4 separate regions of the Sus scrofa genome follow, and all the other regions are linked to region 4. Evidence: chromatin contacts called from public HiChIP or PLAC-seq data. All regions are on one chromosome and are shown on one strand. Each heading gives the region's core, a stretch centred on a gene start, on an enhancer-like site or on the middle of the called end of the contact. The rest is flanking DNA. Distances are from core to core; before and after follow the strand shown. Region 1 overlaps UPB1 (beta-ureidopropionase). Region 2 overlaps ADORA2A (adenosine receptor A2a). Region 3 has its middle 26 kb from the start of UPB1. Region 4 overlaps BCR (breakpoint cluster region protein).

Region 1 (3,034 bases), core at 300-2,799, 250 kb after region 4:
TTTTATGGCTCGAGCTACGTGGCAGCCCCTGACGGCAGCCGCACCCCCGGGCTCCCGCGTAACCGGGATGGGCTGCTGGTTGCTGAGCTCGATCTCAACCTCTGCCGGCAGACAAGTGACATCTGGGGCTTCAAGGTGGGTCCCGAGTCTCCTGCTCCCCGAAGTGGGCCTGTCCTGCTCTCAGCACTCCTGGCTTCAGGGACAGTGCATCAGTGGGGCAGAGGGCCAGAGCTGTGTGCAGGGCGGGAACCACAGGGTCCAGTGGTGCCCAGCCAGCAGGCCTCAATAAATTCTCCACTCATCTGATTTAGATTCTGGGTGCCTTTGAGCAAATTAATCTCAATTTCATTTGTCTCTGGAGAATAGAGTGGATTGGCCTCTCTAATCCTTTTTTCCTTTCCAGGCCTTTGCACTTATCACAAGATAAATGTGCATGTCTGGCTCTGCCTGTGGCCAGACCCCGAGTCTAGGCCTTGACAATGGAGGGAAGTGGGTCAAGGAGAGAAAAGGAATCCAGACCTGGCTCTGCCATGGCCCTGCAAGCCCCTTCTGCTCCTGGTCTTAGTACTCCCATTTCTGAAACAAAGGGCCTTGGAGACCAGACCCCGGTGACACCACAGGAGTATAAGTGCCCACCTCCTGGAATGAGGCACTGGCAGCCATGGCCTGGGTGCCACCTCCCTCCCCCTCAACCCCATACAGCATCTCAAGGACACAGGCAGAGCTTGCTATGTTACTGTCCAAAGGTATTTCCACCAACTTGCCCCCATTTACAAGCAAACCATACAAATGCACATCTCCATTGTCAGGCGGAATAACTCTGCCCAGCACGTAGGGCAAGACTAAGATTACAAATCCAGCCAGACGTGGGCTCTAGGCCTGACTCCCCCCATTTACGTGAGGATCAGCTCTCAGGCACATGTCCTGAGTCCAAGACCTTCCTCAGACAATCAAGGCACTGCCCACATGAAGGTCTTCTGGCCTGTCTCTTCTCAGGGAAGGCGTAGGTTAATGAGGATTCCACACAAGTTAGAAGTTGGAGACAATAAACAGAATGTTTTCTCGTGAGTAGCTTTTTGAAAGTGAAGCCTTCCTAAGCTATGGTAATGGACAGGAGACCCCAGCAAGACTTTGGAAAAGAGGTTAGGGATGGAGGGAATGCTAGGGTGTGAGCACCTGGGAGGACTTTCCAGCCCTGCCCTCAGCCTCGCCCTGCCTCCATCTGTGTCCGCATGAGACGCCAGGTGGCCCAGATGGGCCTCCAGAGCCAGGAGACCAGGGTGACACCACTCCTGCCTGGTGACCTGGGGCAGGTCACGCCCGTCTCAGGGCAGCCCTCTTCCCTCCTACCTCAGAGCAGCCACACCTTCTGGTGGGACAGACTGCAGAGGTCTTCCAGCAGAAGGCCCGGGGTGTGTGAGTCACCTTGGTGTCCATGATCTTCACCACAACACCGGATCCTGTGCCAAAAGGTCACGCGGAGGTTGTTTCTGTCTACTGTGGTCCAAGCTCCTCTGGTCGGCCAGCCTTCCTGCCGCATTTCTGTCCCATGGCTGCCCTCCAGTGGCAGTAGGTAGTGGCAAGTAAATGAGGGTGTTTACTCCCTGTGTTTTGCTTTCAGATGACGGGCAGATACGAGATGTACGCTCAGGAGCTTGCCGAAGCTGTCAAGCCCAGCTACAGCCCCAATATCGTGAAAGAGTAGCAGGCTCAGCCCCTGCCCACCAAGGAGGGCACCTCTGCCCACAGCAGATCAGCAAGTACTCCAGGCCCTGCATGTCCACATTCTCCCAGCAGATGCCTGATAATGCTGTGGTCCAGAGTGGTTTAAAAGTGCCTGGATGGGGAGGGTTGAATGAGAAGCGATGCTCCAATAGGTACAAGATTTCCTTCTGGGGGGGATGAAAATGTCTGGGGACTGGATAGAGGTGATGGTTTCACAACATTGTGAATGGGCCAAATCCACTGAATTGTTCACTTTAAAATGGTTAAAGGACTTCCCTGGTGGCTCAGGTTAAAGATCTGGCATTGTCACTGTGGTGGCTCAGGTCACTGCTGTGGCATGGGTTCAATCCCTGGCCAGGGAACTTCTGCATACCGCCAAAAATAAAATAAAATGGTTAAACTTTGTTATGTGAACTTTAGAAATTCAGTTACGATCCCAAGCATCCATTGTGCAGGTTGGTTTGAAATAAGATGGGTGGGGGCCCCAGTCCTGAAGTTCTCTACTTCTCTGTTTAGACCATCAACAATTTGAGGGTAAGCATGGGATGCATGTACTGAGTGCATGTGCTCAAGGGAGGTGAGGCTGATCCAGGGTCACTGAACTGCTTGATGTCATTGAAGGGATCAGCCTGGCCAGGCTGCAGTCTACAGTTACTTAGTGGGAGCTCATTTGGGTATTACTGCCAAGACTTTAATGTGATTAAAACCCATAACCACTTTACCAGCAAATGAGATTATCCTAGATAATCTGGGTAGGCCTGAGTTAATCCCTGAAAGGCCCTGAGAGCAGAGCTGAGGTTCCTGGATGAGGAAGGAATTGTGCACATGGATTGCATGGACTGCAGTCTCAGCTGTGCTGAAGTCCCAGCCTGCCCTCCAGATTTCAAACTTGTCCATCCAGTCCTTACAAGCACTTAATTCCCTGCAATGGACTTCTTAACATCTGTTCTGCCATTTCTGCTTGTCTGGTGGACTCTGCCTGATACAGATTCCTATATTGGAACTGGTTCTGGAGGAGCAGAGTCTCAAGGAAGGGTCTTTGTTGGTTCTGGGTTTTCTGGAGTTCTTCTCTAATTTGGTTGGATTTAAAGGCACTAATGACTCTATTTCCAGTGGTAAAGGGGGCAGTGGTTGTTCCTGGTGTGAGGGGGCAGTAGAGGTTTAATCTTTTTTTTTCTTTTCTTTTCTTTTTAGGACCACAGCTGTGGCATAATGGAAGTTCCCAGGCTAGGGGTTGAATCAGAGCTGCAGCTGCCAGCCTATACCACAGCCACAGAAACATGGGATCTAAGCCACGCCTGTGACCCAC
Region 2 (2,896 bases), core at 368-2,867, 170 kb after region 4:
CATAGAATCAAGAGTGACAGCTGAAATGGTCCCCAAAGGCTCAGGTTCCAACTTCCCCTTCTATCAGTGGGAAGCTGAGGCTCAGAAAGGAAAGGCATTCTCGCTGGTAGTCCCCCAGTGCGTCCTGGAGGGGGAGGCGGTGTGGGGGGTGTGCCCCGCCCAGAGGTGCAGTCAGGGCTCTGAGGGGTGGCTCCCTTCCTGTGCTCCCTGCCAGTGAGCGCCAGAGGGCTTCTCTGCTACTGTGAGACCAGGAGCTCTGGGGGCTCTGCCTGCCCCCAAGGCAGCACAGGTGGAGCAGGCTGAGGCTGGCTGAGAGAGGCATGGTGGTCCGGGGGAGGGGGGCTTTCCCAGGGAGAGTCGTGGGGCAGGGTGAGCTCAGGGACCAGGAAACTGGCACAAAAGGCTCAAGAAGCTGAGCCCGAGGGGCCAACACAAGTGACTAAGCTCTGAAAGTTCTTGGCTCCCCAGGAAGGGAGACAGAGACCGGGGCTGCTCCCTGGCCCTCTGTGTGGGGTTTGGGGTGGGAGAGGCTGGCACCTGGCCTGTGGGGAGGGCACTGGGGCTGAGGGCCACCCCTGGGGGTCTCCAGCGGTGGCCCCACTCCTCACAAGGCTTCTCCCATGGCAGGTGCTCAGGAACCCTGAAGCCGAGCAAAGATGCTGCAGAGCCCCTGGAGAGGGCCTGGCTTCTGGAGACGTGAAGTCAGTTGTGAAGAGGCCCTGGGGGAGGCCCCCCGCCGGCTCCTGTAAAGAAGGGGCTCAGGGCCGGGCAGGGCCGGCGGTGCTGCAGCTATGGACCGTGAGCTGGGCTGGCCTGCGCCCTCACTGACCCTGCCTGTCCATGGAGGTGTCCACCATGGCCTCCTTGGAGTACATCATGGTGGAGCTGGCGATCGCCGTGCTGGCCATCCTGGGCAATGTGCTGGTGTGCTGGGCTGTGTGGCTGAACAGCAACCTGCAGAATGTCACCAACTACTTTGTGGTGTCCCTGGCGGCAGCCGACATTGCCGTGGGGGTCCTGGCCATCCCCTTTGCCATCACCATCAGCATAGGGTTCTGTGCCGCATGCCACAGCTGCCTCTTCCTTGCCTGCTTCGTCCTGGTCCTCACGCAGAGCTCCATCTTCAGCCTCCTCGCCATCGCCATTGACCGCTACATTGCCATCCGCATCCCACTCCGGTGAGCCAGGGTGGGGGTGGGAGCGGGGTGGGTCACAGTTGTGAAAGGCGGTCTATGCCAGGGTCTGCTCTGTGCCAGGATCAGGATGAACCAGGGCCAGGGCTGGGTCTGGTGTCAGAGTGGTGAGCTGAGGTCAGGGCCACGGGGCTCAGTCTAGGGCTGCCCAGGGCTGCCCCCCAGGGGCACAGGGCAGGCTGGCCCTCCCGCAGCTACGTGGTTGAGGCTGCTGTGTTCTGGCTGTTGGCAGATGTGTGTGGCGCAGGACTGGTGGGTGTGTCCGGGCCACTGTTGACACAGCGCAATACCCGGGCCACAGAGCTAGACGCCCACCCATGCGCCTGCCTTCCTCCAGCTCCTCCGGGCCGGGCCGGCCCACAGTTAGCACATGAGGAAAATGACCCAGAGAGGGGAAGTGACTTGGCTGAATGCCTTGGTGAGTCACTTGGACCTTCATGCAAATTCTATGCTTCTTGGTCACCAAGTGCTCTTGGTCTTGGAGACAGCTCATGATCTGGCTGTTGCACGGGGGTTTTTATGGTGAAACTTTTGTGAAGTGACTTCAGCTAGGTATTGTGTAAATGAAGACTTTCCCTTGGAGTTCCCGTCGTGGCTCAGTGGTTAACAAACCCGACTAGGAACCATGAGGTTGCGGGTTCAATACCTGGCCTTGCTCAGTGGGTTAACGATCCGGCATTGCCGTGAGCTGTGATGTAGGTCGCAGACATGGCTCAGATCCCGTGTTGCTGTGGCTCTGGAGTAGGCCGGTGGCTACAGCTCGGATTAGACCCCTGGCCTGGGAATCTCCATATGCTGCCGGAGCGGCCCTAGAAAAGGCAAAAAGACAAAAAAAAAAAAAAAAAAAAAAAAAGACTTTCCCTGAGGCCTGAGTTCATGTAAATGAAGAGGCTAGAAAGTATGTCCCATGCCCTTGGAGGAGAGCATCTGCTCTCTGTCCTGGAGCTGGGTTCACAGCCTAGATGGCTGCAGGCCCTGAGGGAGGTCACCAAGGATGGCATGCCCCACCCAGTGGAGTTCCTCTGACATAGAGCAGGCACCGCAGGCCCACGGTGGGCTGAGGGGGCACCCACCTGAAGGGAAACAGGCTCCATAAGCAAATGGAAATTTAGTGTCAAACCCAAGGGGGCCTTTAGAGGTCCTTTCCTTCTATCTTCTGGTTGGAAAAAGGAAGCTCAGAGGGAAGCCAAGCCCCAGGCCATATAATGAGTTGGTAGCATAGCCAGGGCCAGCCTGGGAAGATTGTGCCTGCCATTCTCTGCGGCTTTAATCTTTTAGGAGCTGATGGCAGGTGGCCTTGGCCCCAGAACCTAGGATCCAGGGGAGCAGACATCTCGCCATGCTGCTCAGATGGAGGAGGGAGCCAGGGCCCGGGTGGCCTCCTGGGACAGTGGTCTTGGGAGAGCCTAGGACGCTTGTCATAAGAGAAGGGGCCATGGGCTGGCCCTAGTGGAGGACCAGCCTAAATGGGCAGAGCAGAGCCAGAGTCCAGGCTAATGGACAGCTCAGGACACAGGCCTGAGGGCTCCCAAGCAGACCAGCGTCCTCTTTGGGTCCAGGCAGTGTGGGCTGGGTGGCTCTGGTGGGAGCATCACGGGGAACAGAGGGCTCGCTCTCACCTTATCCCCTGGGGTAACAGAGGGCTCCCTCTCACTTATCCCCTGATAGGAGGGAGATCAGAGCTGCTGGTCTCAATGGAAAGG
Region 3 (2,915 bases), core at 339-2,838, 200 kb after region 4:
TCCAGTCACCTCTGACACTCCTCCTCAGATGCCTTCCTCCAACCGCACCCCAGCCGAGCCTTCCTAACCTCTGTGCTCCCCTCTTATGCCCCACCTGGAATGCTCTCTATACCTAATTTAAATCCTATCCATCCAGCATGGTGTGGGAGCCGGCCTCTAAGACAGCCCCATGTCCTCTGCCCCTGGTATCCATGCCCTTCTAGGTGAGCTGGACCTAGTGACTTGCTTTTTTTTTTTGTCTCTTTGCCATTTCTTGGGCCACTCCCGCAGCATATGGAGGTTCCCAGGCTAGGGGTCAAATCGGAGCTGTAGTCACCGGCCTAAGCCAGAGCCACAGCAACGCAGGATCCAAGCCGAGTCTGCGACCTACAGCACAGCTCATGGCAACACCGGATCCTTAACCCACTGAGCAAGGGCATGGACCAAACCTGCAACCTCATGGTTCCTAGTCAGATTTGTTAACCACTGCGCCACGACAGGAACTCCTGCTTTTTTTTTTTTTTTCCTTTTTAGGGCTACACCCACAGCAAATGGAAGTGCCGCCTGGGCTAGGGGTGGAATTGGAGCTACAGCTGCTGGCCTATGCCACAGCCACAGCCAAACCGGATTTGAGTTGCATCTGCACCCTATACCGCAGCTTGCCACAATGCTGGATCCTTAACCCCCTGAGCATGGCCAGGGATCAAACCTGCATTCTCATGGACACTAAGTGGAGTTTTTAACCTGCTGAGCCACAATAGGAACTCCAAAATGACTTGCTTCTAATGAAGAGTCAGCAAAAGTGATAGAATAGCCCTTCTGAGATGAAGTCTGAGTGACCATGGCTTCCACTTGGTCCCTCTTGCTCTCACCCCAGCACCAAGGCTTGAAGCAGTCATGAGGAGGCGTGGATCACTAAGGATTGAGGTCTGCCAAATACCACTGCAGTGAGCTTCAAACTGGGCTCCCCTCTGTGCCCGCTTGAGACTTCAGGCTGGGGGCTCGACTGTAACCTCGCAAAAGACCTTGAGCCAGAGTCACCCAGCTAAGCCGGACCTAATTCTTAACCTGCAGAAGCCATGAGATAGTAAATACTTTTGCTCCAAGCCAAGTTTTGAGGTAATTTGTTATGTAGCAACAGACAACTAACACATAGGACCTGGTTCAAACCACACCCCCGAGTTTTCTTGGACCTCACTTGGCCCAGAGCAACCTGTACCTCCTCTGAACTGGCAGAGCTGTTTTCACTGCTCAGGTCACACTTCTGCAACATCATTTACCTTCCATCCTCTGTGTTTCCAAGCGACTCAAGGTCAGGAGCTGCTGCTTAAGTTTCTTGTGGGTCCTCACTCAGAGTGAGTAGCTGGCAATGTAGAGAAAGAGGTTTTGAGAGGCTAGAGTTTCGTGTGGAAAGGGGCTTTTAGCTCCTGTTTGGTGGCTGATGGGGGAATGACTTGGAGGTGGGAAGCTGACGTGAAGCCAGAAGGGGAGCACAGCTTGGGAGGAGCTCATGTTTGGTCCTCATCAAAGTGGAGGCAACAGTGGCCAATACTAACAGCCAGCCCTCCTTGTAAGGTCTCTCTGGCAATTTCCTTCTCATTGTGTGAGGAGCTTGGCCTGGTGCTGGCAGTTGTGAGAGGGAGCAGCGAGGGCGGCTCTGGGGCACTGGGGTCACTGCAGAGGAGGGAAGCGAATTGTTTTCTCAGGGCCCCTCTCTCACGTTTATTCTTTTCAGAGCCTCTGCAGCAGGACGGTGCTGAAGCCCATTTCCTACACGTAGCACCATTTATTTAAGACACATACCACATATACACAAAGAAGCAAATGCAAAGGGAAAAGGGGGAAAAGGCTGCTGAAGCCCAGAGTCACTGAAAGTTCAGGCTAAGAATAGACAAGGAACTCTGAGAGCTGCTCGGCTATGTGCTCTCCTGCAGGGGCCTGGCAATCAGCCCGACCCAGCTGTTTTTTCCTAGGCTTTACACAGAAAGAGCATTGGCCTGGGAATCAGGAGGCCTAGGTTCTAGGCCTGGCTCTGCCAGTGCCTTCTTCTGTGACCTGCAGTGAGTCCTTTCCCTCCCTGGGCCTCAGTTTTCCACTTGGAAAAGGGAAGGGCTGGACTCAGCTCTGAGGCTTTCAACTCCAACACGGACAGGAGTTCCCATCATGGCTCAGTCGTTAACGAATCCGACTAGGAACCATGAGGTTGCAGGTTCAATTCCTGGCCTTGCTCAGTGGGTTAAGGATCCAGTGTTGCTGTGAGCTGTGGTGTAGGTCGCAGACACGGCTTGGATCCTGAGTTGCTGTGGCTGTGGCATAGGCCAGCAGCTACAGCTCCAAATAGACCCCTAGCCTGGGAACCTCCATATGCCGAGGGAGTGGCCTTAGAAATGGCAAAAAGACAAAACAAAAAACAAAAACAACATCAACTCCAACACGGATAGAACACAAGGGAAAGGAAAAGGGTGCTGGCTCACCCAGGACCCAGGAGACCCAAATTCCTGTCCCAGCTTTGTCACTAAGAAGCCCCACCTCACTGGGCCTCTGCTTCTTCATCATCACATCACATCATCACAAGGTGATGTAGTTCCTCATCCATCCCTTCCAGAAACGTTTCTTGAGCATCCACTATGCACCAGGCTTAGTGCTGGATACAGGAAGGTGAGCTGAGACAGACACAGCCCACATCCTCATGGAATTTCAAGTCTACTAGGTTGGAGGAGAGGGGAGAAGATGAACTGTAGTCAATCACATAAGTGAGGGCGACATTAATGCCAAGATAAGTCAACAAAGGAAGAACTGAACTCGGTCCTGGGCGACTGAGAGAGATACACCACCTCCGCAAATTCGAATGTTCTATGATCCCACAGGTGGCCCTGCTGAACAGCCAGAGAAACCCTCTGACCAACTCACATCTCATACCATTGCTTGTTTCCAGA
Region 4 (2,808 bases), core at 302-2,801:
CTGGCCTCCCTCAGTGAGTTAAGGATCCAGTGTTGCCACAAGCTACAGCGTAGGTCACAGATGAAGCTTAGATCCGGTGTGGCTGTGACGTAGGCCAGCAGCTGCAGCTCTGATTCAGCCCCTAGCCCAGGAGCTTGCATATGCCACAGGTGTGGCCATTAAAAAAATAAAGATATTGAGGGGTTCCCTAGCAGTCTAGCTGTTAAAGAGTCACCATTGTCACTGCTCTGGCGCAAGTTTGATCCCTGGCCCAGGAACTTCTGCATGCCTCAGGCAAGGCCAGAAACAAACAAACAAACAAACAAACAAACAAACAAAAAAAAAAACAGAAAAATCCAAAAGGATATTGACTGCGGACACCCTGGGTTCTCTGAGGTTTTCGGTGATGTGTGCATGGCCTGCGTTGAATCAGGCCAGAGGTGGGCCAAGGCTTTGGCCCAGAGCTGTGAATCACTTTACTACTCTTTCTCTTTCTCAGAAAAATGCCTCGTGATTCAGCTTCATCTCCTGCCACTCTCTGCCTTATGCTTTCTATTTTCAAGGGAAGGGGCACCTCCTTGCTCTACTGTGCTCTGGTTTGGGACCTTATATCTTTTTTTTCTTTCACTGTCATACTCTGTCATGTCTTTCACAGTGTGTCCCTTTTCAGTATGTAAGTCAATGGCTTTAGTAATGTACAGCGTTGAACAGCTATCACCAATAATCCAGTCTGGGGATATTTCCACACACACCCCCCAAAACGGTTTCCCTCTTCCCACCCCCCAGCGGGGGTGGGACTGCTTTTTGTTGCTAGATTTATCCATTCTGCACATTTTGTATAAACGGAATTGTACCGTATTACGTGATCTTTTGTGACTGGCTTCCTCCACTTAGCAAAACATTTTTGAGGGTCATCCGCGTCAGAGCATGTTAGCTTTACTCCTTTTTTGGCTGAACCACATCCCATCCGTGTCTCCTCCGTCCACCAGTTGACGGACACTTGGGTTGTTTCTAGCTCAGGCCTATAAAGGTTACTGTTCTGTGAACCTGTGCACAGTCCGTGAGGAAAGATGTTTTCCTTGCTGCTGTGCAGAGACCTAGGAGGGGAAATGCCAGGTCGGATAGCCAGGGTTAACTTTGTGAGGAACTGCCCTGCTTTTCCAGAGAGGCCATGGCATTTCACATCCCGGCAGTGGTGTCTGGGGGCTCCTATTTCTCCACATCCTCACTGATACCTGTCACCCTCTGTCTCCTGGGTGGGAGCTGTCCTTTATTTTTCTGAGTTATGCTGTAGCCTGGTTGCAGGGAGGGGTGGAGGCGTTAATGCTATGGAGGATAGAGGTGCAGAGAACAGACTGCAGTAGGAAGAGAAGGAGACCACTCCAGGGAGTAGGTTACAGTGTAGACACGTGGGGTCCATCAGGACTCCTGGGAAGGCCCTGCTGGACCGTCCTGGGTGGTGACACTGGGCCCAGGGGAAACTCCGGGGAGGCCAGTGAGGAGAGAGCAGCATTTCCTTTTTTGGACAGTTTGGTGCTGCCTGTGCTCGGGCTGGGTGGATGAGAGACGTGCTGTGGTTGTCCATCAGTGACATCAGTGACCCATCTGGCCGTGCTACAGAGCAAGCAGGGTGGGGCCACGTCCTCAGCACCTGCCCCACCCCCATTGCCTCTCTGATGGGTCACACAAGGTGGTCCAGCAGGCTTACTGCCCCCCTTGCCAGCCCTGAGGGAGAGGAGCTGGGGCCCAGACCTTCCTTCTAGAACCTGGGTGTAAGAAGGTGCCCCCAGTTTTCCCTCGATTGCTGTTTCCCGGTCCTTGCCCCTCCGTCTCCGTTTGTTGTTCCAAACCCCGGTCCCCACTTGTTTATTTCTCTGTGCTTTAAAAAGCCCATGAGAGAGCGTGCCAGCCCTGAGTGCTCTTTGGGGCTGGATGGAGACGACCTCATCATTGTGTTATTCTCATGCTGCTTCCGCTCCACTCCACATGCTCTCTGTTGGCAATGGGCCAGCCTGGGGACTATCATTCCCTCTGGAGCCACTGAGGGGGCTGGGGGCCTGGTAAGGAGCCTCCTGGCAGCCTCTGGGGCAGGTGGAGGCAGGACTGGGCCTCAGTACAGGGGGTAGATGATGGGCCATCACCCCTTGTCATGCATCTGACTGGCGGTGCTGCAGGGCCTGCGGGGAACTCTCCCACCCAAGTCCATGCCAAGATGGGGTCACTGACTAGGGGCAGCCATGAGGCAGACTGGCCAGGCAGACACGTGTTACTCAGCATCTCCAAGCTCACCAACAGGAAACCAGCCACTTGAGAAGGAAACTTGGCTTTTCTGGGCTTTAGAGAGAACTGTGACGTGTCAGAATTCCTGTAACCAATAGGCTGCTGGTGGGGGTATTTTTTCCACACACAAACAAAGAACCTGGGGTTGGGGGGGGAGTAGGCTGCAGGGGCGGGGCTTCCTGAGAAGCCTGGTCAAAAGGCCTTGGAGGCCCGGAGCTCGACACACTGCTCTCCATCCTCACTGCCACCCATCTCACTCCTGTCCATCGCGCTCCAGTCCGGCTGCACCAGCCTCTCACACAGCAGGGCCAAGGATGCGAGAGACACCGTGTGCGGCCACCCTGCAGGGCCTCCTGCGGTACCTCCTCCCCACTGGCCGGACGGGCCAGAGCCGGGCAACCTCTGTCGAAAAGCACTTGTGTGCTCACGGTACCGCCCTGTGGACCCACATCCGGAGTCTCGTACGCAAGGGCAAGGTGGGCCTGCGGTCGGGCTGGAGATCTCTGTCCCTCTGCCTGTCATTGGGCTGCATGTGCCAAGTCTCTGTCC

The links. HiChIP or PLAC-seq counts read pairs in DNA pulled down with a chosen protein or histone mark.
Region 1: a contact with region 4 is called in an H3K27ac HiChIP or PLAC-seq map of alveolar macrophages, with 9 times the contacts expected there. The contact joins two enhancer-like sites. A contact is called at or near these places in 1 of 5 promoter capture datasets (fetal liver), 15 of 47 Hi-C or Micro-C datasets (alveolar macrophages, blood, embryonic fibroblasts and 9 more) and 2 of 2 datasets of contacts at active chromatin or transcription factors (alveolar macrophages and skeletal muscle).
Region 2: a contact with region 4 is called in an H3K27ac HiChIP or PLAC-seq map of alveolar macrophages. The contact joins two enhancer-like sites.
Region 3: an H3K27ac HiChIP or PLAC-seq map of skeletal muscle shows a contact between it and region 4, with 4 times the contacts expected there. The contact joins two enhancer-like sites. A contact is called at or near these places in 2 of 2 datasets of contacts at active chromatin or transcription factors (alveolar macrophages and skeletal muscle).

The regions. Positions count from the first base shown.
Region 1 is chr14:49,559,367-49,562,400 of Sscrofa11.1, forward strand. It overlaps UPB1 (beta-ureidopropionase), which reads left to right. Exons shown (of 10, transcript XM_001929254.6): 9 at 1-135; 10 at 1,622-2,144. The coding sequence ends at 1,705. Among named protein-coding and RNA genes, the nearest start is that of GUCD1, 24 kb to the right of the region's middle. Within about 2 kb of position 1,550, at least 20 of the 83 cell types and tissues checked have an H3K27ac peak or open chromatin away from gene starts, as enhancers often do. A contact at or near this core is called in alveolar macrophages, retroperitoneal adipose tissue and subcutaneous adipose tissue, where this site is marked.
Region 2 is chr14:49,476,169-49,479,064 of Sscrofa11.1, forward strand. It overlaps ADORA2A (adenosine receptor A2a), which reads left to right. Exons shown (of 3, transcript XM_003483462.4): 2 at 628-1,178. The coding sequence starts at 841. Among named protein-coding and RNA genes, the nearest start is that of ADORA2A, 10 kb to the left of the region's middle. Within about 2 kb of position 1,618, at least 19 of the 83 cell types and tissues checked have an H3K27ac peak or open chromatin away from gene starts, as enhancers often do. A contact at or near this core is called in alveolar macrophages, where this site is marked.
Region 3 is chr14:49,506,198-49,509,112 of Sscrofa11.1, forward strand. No RefSeq gene overlaps it. Among named protein-coding and RNA genes, the nearest start is that of UPB1, 26 kb to the right of the region's middle. Within about 2 kb of position 1,589, at least 17 of the 83 cell types and tissues checked have an H3K27ac peak or open chromatin away from gene starts, as enhancers often do. A contact at or near this core is called in skeletal muscle, where this site is marked.
Region 4 is chr14:49,309,285-49,312,092 of Sscrofa11.1, forward strand. The region is part of intron 16 of BCR (breakpoint cluster region protein); the gene reads left to right. Among named protein-coding and RNA genes, the nearest start is that of SPECC1L, 22 kb to the right of the region's middle. Within about 2 kb of position 1,552, at least 28 of the 83 cell types and tissues checked have an H3K27ac peak or open chromatin away from gene starts, as enhancers often do. A contact at or near this core is called in alveolar macrophages, retroperitoneal adipose tissue, skeletal muscle and 1 more, where this site is marked.